Regions from separate parts of the Gossypium hirsutum genome. Here regions 1 and 2 are each linked to region 3. Evidence: chromatin contacts called from public Hi-C data. All regions are on one chromosome and are shown on one strand. Each heading gives the region's core, a stretch centred on a gene start, on an enhancer-like site or on the middle of the called end of the contact. The rest is flanking DNA. Distances are from core to core; before and after follow the strand shown. Region 1 holds the start of LOC107950109 (TORTIFOLIA1-like protein 3). Region 2 holds the start of LOC107950108. Region 3 holds the start of LOC107950105 (serine/threonine-protein kinase AtPK2/AtPK19).

Region 1 (3,285 bases), core at 312-2,811, 180 kb after region 3:
CCTGGGGTTGCAAAGGAACTATCAGGTGGAGTTGACCTTTTTGTTGAAGTAGGCTTCTTAACAGCGATATCCGCATTAGATGAAATTTTGGCACCAGGCGGACAGCGGCATCCATCACTTGCATTCTCTGTTATTAAAACAGAACCAAATACAGTAAGTAAAAATGTGTACATATCAGATTCATGTTGCCAGAAGTGTTAAAAGTATTCCATAATACGGATCATATCAATCTCGGCAAAGACTTAAAAATAAACAATTACCAAATAACCAGCTCACAACAAAGATGTATTGATCCTATGCAACATTTCTAATTTGGATAAAAGAAAATCTACCGGATAAACTAGTACAGATTAGCCAAGAAATCTAACTCCCATCAAGCAGAAGCAGATCATCATATACCTCTCGAAGAAGCCTGTGATCGAGGCGGTGGAGACGCCTCTTCTGAAACATCCGGAACCTGCTTCCACGCCTCCAACATCTGACTCATAACCTCCCTGGCGGCCTTTACCTATAAGATCCACATCCAAATTTGGCAAGAAAAAAAAGAAGCAATTAAAAATAATAATAATAACCAAAATACAAATGATCTCACCAGAATTTAAATAAAAATTAAGTTAAAAACCTTATCGAATCTTCTAGCCTCGAAGACTTTCATGCAACCAGCTTTGAGCTCAGCCAATGAATCTCTCTCAACCACCGCTAACCTCCCAAGCGCCTCTGCTGCTCCCTTTCTCGCTGCCCAATCATGACTACTCAAGAACCCAATCAAGCACCCTATCAATGCTTTCATCATCTCATCACCCAAATTTGACGCCCCACCCGATCCGATCACACTCCCGATAACCACCAAAACTGCCGCCTTAGCCTTATAACCTTCAACTTTCACGAGTTTCTCCAGCTTCGTTAACATCTTCCCCAGCCTAACTGGATCTGGATCCGGTGATCCATCGATCGCCGCCGCCAAACACAATGCCGCCCCGATCTGCGCGTTCGGTTCTTGCTCTGTGAAAAGAGCATCGCTCAAAGGCTTCAAAAACGAAGATGAGAAGTTGCACTTGGTGAGGTTAACGGAGAGAGCTGAGACAGCATCGACGCAGGCGGAGCGGACAACGGAATTGGGGTCCCGCAGGCGACGGAGGAGGCTAGAGAGGATTTTAGGGAGGAAATGAGGGAGAGAATTCGGATAAGTAACAGCCAAAACAGAAATGAGCTTCACGCATTGCTTTCGCACTCCGCTTTTATCGGAGGAATCGACCGCAAGAATACAGGAAATGAAAGTCGGGAGTGATGTGGCATCAAGGTTTCTAGCAATGGAGTCGAGCTCAGCAGCTGCGAGAGAGAAGGTGTCTCGATCGCCGAGCTTGTTTAGGAGGGTGTTAACTTTTAGTTTAAAAGGTTGCGCCATTACTTCCTTTTACTAATTTTATGGCAACGGCGGAGCAGCCGGCGGTATCATTGGGCGGCTCCCCAGTGGTGGGAAATCTCCAAGATCCATTCAGGCCTTTATAATTTAAGGTGAAGAAGGAGAGTCGTTAAAAGAAAGTAATAGAAGGGTCAAATTCTGACAAAAAGTCCTTGTACTATGTATTTTTGGTATATTTAGTCCTATACTATAATTTGTTCGAAATGTTATTTTAAATCCTATGACCAAAATTTTCCATTAATTGTATCAAATAATTTCACATGATCATTTATATATACATTGACATTTCTTAATATAACTGGACCAACTTTTTGCTCTTTATGAAAAGGAGATTATTTAACTATAAAATAAAATAAAAACAAAGTGTGTATGCCATACGTTAAAAAAAACAAAAGACACAAAAACAATTGATTTTATAATAGAGATTAGAAATAAGAGGAACTGAATCTTCTAGAAATACATAGTAGAGGGACCGTTGATAAAAATTTACCTAATAAAAGAAGCAGGTGAAACGGTGGCGTTTTAAGCAGGTCATGGCAGCTTTCTGGTAGCTTTTATTATTATTTTTTTTATATGAGTTAATTGCACCAGGCATCCCCAAATGATGGTCCTCATTTTAAATTGGTTCCAAAACTTCAACACATTCTAATTTTAGCCCAAGCTATCGATGTTGTGTCAATCAAGTCCTTTTGTATTAAATTTATTAATTTAAACGTTAAATGATACGTCAAATATTACGTAACTAAATTTAAAATGAAAACTTTTAAAAAGAAAAGCAGCTAAAAATAAAGTAAAATTGAACAAAGAAGTTAATGATAAAACTTCTTTAAAAGCTTTGAAAACCTCAAAACTATACATTTTTTTAAAACATCTATTTTTATAATATTAATTGTTTTTCCTAAAATTTTAATTTTAAATTATGTCATTTAAAATTTAATGTGTCATTTAACAGTTAAATTAACAATTTTAATAATATAAGGACCAAATTACTATACCCTCAATAGTTTGGGAATATAATTAAAATAACTTAAAGTTTTGGGACTAATTTAGAATGAGGGTCCTAGTTTAGGGATGTTTGTGTAATTAACTCTTATTATATTTGTTTATGTTTGTACTCTACTCAAGGTGGGAATAGGGTTGTCAACAATGATAAGGGAATAAGCAGATCTGGCAAATGGCAATTCTTGCTTAGGATTTAATTTATTTTTTCAAACAGAGTACTGTCGCTATTAATTAATTAATTAATTAATTTAACTTATTGTCATTTAAGGCTTGCAGTTGGAATCAGTATGAGGAGATAACTTTATAAATCTGCAAATTTCCAATAATATTTTCTTTAAATGTTTTTGGAGGTTGAAAATTCGTTTTCATCAGTAAATTTTCTCAAAGATCCTATGGACCGACAGATGTCTGACCCTCAAAATCATTACTTTTCTCACCAGGTAATCATTTTTATGTGTTATTGGGTAAATTGCATCCAATGTCATTAAATTATTATGTTTTAATCACTCAATTTTAAAATGTTACAAAATGGTCATTGAATTATTTAAAAGTTTTCATTTAAGTCACGGGATGTTAAAATCGCTATTGTATGACTTTTGTTTGCACAGTTTTCTCCAATTAAAAACTTTTCTTCCCATTCTCTTCTACAGTTTATTTTTTCTATGAAATAACTTAAAATGTTCCAACTTTACGAATCAAAATTCAAATAATTTTTTCTCTGATCTTCAACATTGACTGTCAGATCAACTTGGAACTAATGTATGTTCTTTTACTCATCAATAGGTATTGATCCACCATATTGATTGTAGAATCAGCACTTGGAGCTTGCTAGCAAATTTAAAAAAAAAACTTAACAACCC
Region 2 (2,918 bases), core at 296-2,795, 140 kb after region 3:
ACACGGCAGACCCCCAACTCAATTCACCAGCTGCTCTAAAATCAACGAGTTTCAGCAGCCATCTTAGATGTACGAGGTTCCGTGACAAGTCTGGTATCAGATAACCTCCAATTATCTGAAGAATGTATGCCTGAGCATATCAGATTCTTTCTACTTCGGTTGAATCATCATCCGGATCCGGGAATGTGTCTCGTAACCAGCCCATCTCGATCCGACCACCGTTAATTTTCTCCGGAATAGCGCCCAAAAGCTCGTAGCACACCACTCTCCAATCGCCAGATTGAACATACCCGGTGACTGGGTACCCGTCCACCAGCAATCCCAATTGCAGATTGACATCTTCCAAAATGATAGTGCACTCTCCACACGGAAGATGGAATGTGTGCGTCTCGGGTCTCCACCTCTCAACCAACGCACTGATAAGTTTTGGGTCCAACTTGCATCCTCGGCCTACCGTCGCCACGTGCCAAAAACCCGCTTCCCGCAGGTAATTCTCTACCAACGGTGAAGGAGGACCATGCATATTCCAGATATAGCATTCCAATATTCGATCTACAGACTTTTATAACAAATAACAAATTAATAATTATTTAAAAATGAATAAATAAAAAAATTTAAATAATATTTAAAAAATAAATTTAACACTTACCATTTTCATTTGTTCGACGGATATGTGCTTGTTATCAAGACGAATCAATTCTCCGGCCATTGCTAAATTCGTACAATTTTTTACGATTTAAAAAAAATTAAAAAAATTAAATTTTTTTAAAAATAATTAAAAGTAGGAATTTAAGAGAAATTTAAGAGGAATTGAGAGCAATTTGAGATTAAATATGGATTTGAGAGAAATTTGAAAGGAAATTGAGAACAATTTGAGAGGAAATTGAAAGGAAATTGAGAAAGGATTAATTTGTGAAAAAAAATGAAGGGGTGGGGGTTTTTATAGTTTTTTTTACCGTTGGGGGGGCCAACGGTCAAAAAAATAACCGTTGGCACTGTTCACGCGCAGGGAAAACGCGTCCCTTGGGACTCGCTGACGTGGCAACAAAACGCGTCCACGTCAGCGCGCTTTCTGTCCACGTGGACAAAGCGCGCCCTTGAGGATGCGTTTTCCTGTCACGTACCCTGACATCGCGCTGACGTGGACGCATTTTCGGGAAAAATAACTCATTCCGATAAATAATTATTTACTAGAACCATTTCGGTAAATTTTGAAAAAAAGAAACTTTTACTTGTATTTTGCCGATAGTATGCGGAGGTTGACAAGCTTAAGCTTAAGCTTAAATTAACCGCACGCAAGTCCCAAGTCTCAACTCAAAACTCCAACGTGGCCTTTGCCGTTGCCAACTGCTTTTACTTTCTCCCCACAAACAGAGCCTCACTTATCTACCCACTACCTCACGCTAGGCCCTCCATCAGCTACCGCCCAAACGTAAAACCACTTCACGCATCGACAGCCACGTGTCCATCAAGTTCCTTAGTGGACCCCACTTCTTTGGCGCGGAAGGAAGAAATAGAATAGAACCGGAAACATGTAATAACTTAAAAATGAAAAAGAAAAAACCGCCGCTTATGTCAGCTGAAGTCGCTTCGTTGGTAAATAAAAGGGAGAGTGGAGGGTAAGCTTGGTATTTGGAAATAAGGGGTCTTTCAGTTCGTAACAGACAGCTGCTGCTAGGGAAGGAAAACAAAACCTCCGTTTGTATACTGTTGTTGTTGTTCGCAAGTTGGTCTGAAAGGAACTGAATCAATTCGATGCATTAGTGGCTACAATGGCGGATTCCCAGGTAAAGTTTCTCTATACTTTTACACTTAATTTAATCTACTTTTTGTTCTTTGGGTATGAATTTTGAAGCTGATTCTTCTTCTTTTTTGTTAGAAGGACTTGGGTTTTGATTTTTAATTGGTTCAACAGGATTATTTTCGATGTGGGTTTTCTTTGATGTTTTCTGTTTTTTTTTTCTTTTAACAGAAATTGACGGCTTTGAAAAAGGCTTATGCCGAAATCATTCTGAACACGGCTAAAGAGGCGGCGGCGAGGATAATGGTGTCGGAGAGAAAGGCTCTAAGATATCAGCAAGAGCTGTTCGCTGCTAAAGATGAGGCGTTGCGTATGTTGCTTAGGTTGAAACAAATGTTGGATGCTAAGGTAACTATTGGTTTTTTAAGATTGTTTTTGTTTTTGTTGTTTGACGATGTTTCAGCTTGGGTGTTGTAATTTTTTTGCTCACTGCCTTTTGCATCGTAATGTGGGTTTCCTCTCATTGTGTGCTTTGTTTGGTGATAAATGTTTTTGATGTTTGATCTCATTTTTCTGATATAGTTTTATTGAACTCTAATAAGCCTTTTTTTGAAATAAAAGCTGTCTACTAAGGTTTCATTCTTGATCACTAGAACTAAGAGTCCAACATTCCCTCAACAGATTGCTTTCAATAATATAGGCATTTCAAACATTTATCACAGTTGTAGCGTGCTTGAAGGAATGCAAGTTTGTCAATTGGAATTACATTTTTTGGTATGCATTTGTATTTTGTTTATAGTTGTATTTGCTTTGCCTGCAATGGGTTAGTTTGATGGTTAAACCCATTTAGTTTTCTCTTAAACCCCAGAGGCTTTTATGAATTGTGGTGAGAGAAAATGTATTCGATCATGCAAATTCATTGGTTTATGTGTATAAGAATTGTCCAACAACTTTCATGGTGAACTTGCTAAAGTTGAATGTATATGGCCTAATTGATCGAGTAGGTTCAAGCAGCAAATCATGATTTTGTGTTTCTTATCTTGGGTTAGAAATTGTTTTGTTACATATGTTGTGCTCCATCACTCCAACTCAGCTATGACTGTGGTACCCACCTGACATGGATAAGCTCAAATGTTTGTGCATTTTTTCCTTATGTTTGAAATTGTTATACTCTCAT
Region 3 (3,033 bases), core at 144-2,643:
GCGTTAAGATTATATAGTTCAAATTTTAAAAAATAAATATCTCCGTTTTTGATCGTTGATCTAATAGAAGTCGTATATTTTGAAGCTTAGTAAGTAATCCCACATGATTCGGCGTATGGTTCCACCTATTTAAATAACTTGTTAGCATAATAATTTTAATTTAAATAAATTTTATCATGGTAATATCTACTGAATTTTACCTTTTTATGAGTAGGAATGTATATGGGTAGTTCGTTCGAGGACATAAAACTGGAAATCAGTAGCACGCCCATGATTGTAATAGTAAAAGGTAACCACCAATTTTGATTTTTCTTAGTTGTGTCGCCCAACACATCTCCCAATATAATGTCGCCAACACGACGAACCCCTAACTGAGTTCACTGCTCCTCTAAAATCGATCATTTTCAACAGCCACCTTAGATAGATGAGATTTCGTGACTTATCCGGCATCAGGATACCCCCGACGATTTGAAGGATGTACGCCCAAGCATGTCATTCTCTCGAATCCTCATCCAACCCTGCGAAATTTGTTCGTAACCAAGCCATTTCAATCCAAACTCTGTAAATTGTCTCCGGAATTGGATCCAAAAGTTCACCACATACGCCTCCCCAATCAGCAGACTAAACAGACCTGATGACTACCAACCCATCCACCGATAACCCCAACTGTTAATACACGTCCTCCAAAGTAATAGCATACTTGCTGCATGGAAGATAGAATGTGCGTGTCTCGGGTCTCCACCCCTCCACCAATGTGCTTACGAGTTTTGGGTCCAACTTACAACCCCGGCCTACAAGGGTCACATGCCAAAAATTGACTTCCCTCAAGTATGGTTCGATTAACAGTGATGGAGGATCGGGTAGATTACGAATATGACATTGTAAAATTTAATCTTCCGCCTATATACATAAAAAAATATACAAAATATTAAGTTAAAATATAACAATAAAATAAACAAAATTAAACTTTATTAAAAATTATTCTTACCATTTGCAATTGACTGATGGAAATGTGCTTGTCATAATGACAGATTAGAGAATCGACCATTGCTAATTATATAGAACACGAATTAATTTTTAATAAAAAATATTTTCAGAAAATATTAATAAAAAATATAATTTAGATAGAAATAGAATTTTAGTAATAAATTTAGGAGAGAATTTTGAGAGTGGTTTGAGAATTTTGAAAGTATTGTGAGAAATTAATAAGGTTTGGGGAGGTTGGAAAAGTAGCCATTGGGGGGGGGGTAAAAACGTGTCCAGCTAAAGGATTTTTACTGGTGACACAGAGAAAACACTTCCAACTGGTAATTTAAAAAAAAACAAATAGGCATTTTAGGGTAACTTTGTCCATAATAAAACACATATTAATAGTTTACGATTGAACATTTTCAAAGTACTGGCACCGAATATGGTATTATCCCATTTGTAAACTTTGGCGTGCGATTGTCAGTGTCGCAGGTGCGCGTTACTGAAATCAGACACCCCAAATTATTGCCACTTCCACACATCTCCCTCTTGTCCATCAAACATGTTTCTCATTTTCAATTCTATTCAAAGTGATCTTCCTCTGCACGACTTTCAGATCGTTTCGTGTCTCGCATCCCATCCTTCTCCTTAAAATGTAATAATAATAGCCATTCTTTGGCTGCCCTGTTTTTTTCTATTCTTTTTCTGCTAAGAAATTATAAAAGATGATATCAACTTCATCATCCCAAAAGAAAAACCTTCAATCCCTTTTAGCCTCTAACCTCAAGAAACTCACCATCACTCCTCCTTCTTCTAATCATGAGTTTGATTTTGGCGATGTTTTCGGCCCTTTGACTCCTCACCATCCCGACCCCACCCTCCATTCACCTTCCTCCACGTCTCCCCCTTCTGCTTTCCTTGGGGATCCTCAAGTTATCCACACCAGGTCCCATTCTTATGTGGGTCCTTCTCCTCGTTACACCGTCTCTTCTTCCCTCCCTCTCCAAATCCAAACTGAAACCGAGTATGAAGCCGAGGAACAAGATGACGATGAAGAAGAAGCAAAACCCAAGATTGGGCCCGAGGATTTTGTGATCCTGAGAGTTGTTGGACAAGGAGCTTTTGGGAAAGTTTTTCAAGTGAGAAAAAAAGGAAGGAATGATGAGGATGGTGATGGGCTTTTTGCTATGAAAGTTATGAAGAAAGTAACTATCATTAAAAAGAATCATGTCGATTACATGAGAGCTGAGAGGGATATCCTCACTAAAGTTGTTCATCCATTTATTGTTCAGCTTAGATACTCTTTCCAGGTTCCTTATGCAATTTACTTTCTCTTTTTATTTGCATCTCCATAAAATTTGTCCCTTTTACTACTTTTTCCCTAAATATCTTCATGTTATTTCAACTTTCCTAAAAAAACATAATGTTTTTTTGTTAAGTATTTTGTGATTCTGATCAGATGATATGAGAAATGATGTTAGTTCTTGCTCTTATGTTAAATACAATTGAATGGTTTGGATTTGAAATATTTGGTCTTTAGGATTCAGCTTGATATCTGATTGAAGATCTAATTTTTTCATGAATTAGACTTCCTATTATACAAATTGTCAAAAATATTGCAGGGTTTTCTTTTTTACTTTGAAAAATCCAAGGTCTTTTATGGTTCAGCAATTTCTGTTTGAACTATTTATATGAGGACTTAGGATGTTTATCTCACTAGTCACTTCCAATCCATGATTGTGTCATGTATTTGAAGGTCATATTGTGTCAATGCTTACAGTTGTGTTCTTATGTAATTTTACAGACAAAGTCTAAGCTTTATTTAATCCTGGACTTTATAAATGGAGGCCATCTCTTCTTTCACCTATATCGCCAAGGGATATTCAGGTATCATGTTGTTTCAACTTCAAGTAATTTGTCTGTTTGCAAACTTTTATTTAGTTTTGGTTTTTTTACATGTTTCTTGAATAGTGAGGATCAAGCAAGGTTTTATACTGCTGAGATTGTATCTGCTGTTTCACATCTTCACTACTGCGGCATCGTGCATCGTGATCTTAAACCTGA

Evidence for each region. A called contact is a pair of places that touch in the nucleus more often than the background predicts.
Region 1: a Hi-C map of leaf shows a contact between it and region 3, with 1.7 times the contacts expected there. The contact joins the promoter of LOC107950109 here to the promoter of LOC107950105 in region 3. A contact is called at or near these places in 2 of 34 Hi-C or Micro-C datasets (callus and leaf).
Region 2: a Hi-C map of hypocotyl shows a contact between it and region 3, with 3 times the contacts expected there. The contact joins the promoter of LOC107950108 here to the promoter of LOC107950105 in region 3. A contact is called at or near these places in 2 of 34 Hi-C or Micro-C datasets (hypocotyl and leaf).

The regions. Positions count from the first base shown.
Region 1 is chrD03:36,783,824-36,787,108 of Gossypium_hirsutum_v2.1, reverse strand. It overlaps LOC107950109 (TORTIFOLIA1-like protein 3), which reads right to left and starts at 1,561. Exons shown (of 5, transcript XM_016884858.2): 1 at 623-1,561; 2 at 400-508; 3 at 1-127. The coding sequence starts at 1,405.
Region 2 is chrD03:36,830,250-36,833,167 of Gossypium_hirsutum_v2.1, reverse strand. It overlaps LOC107950108, which reads left to right and starts at 1,545. Exons shown (of 4, transcript XM_016884857.2): 1 at 1,545-1,787; 2 at 1,973-2,149. The coding sequence starts at 1,773.
Region 3 is chrD03:36,967,970-36,971,002 of Gossypium_hirsutum_v2.1, reverse strand. It overlaps LOC107950105 (serine/threonine-protein kinase AtPK2/AtPK19), which reads left to right and starts at 1,393. Exons shown (of 6, transcript XM_016884854.2): 1 at 1,393-2,279; 2 at 2,774-2,856; 3 at 2,941-3,033. The coding sequence starts at 1,695.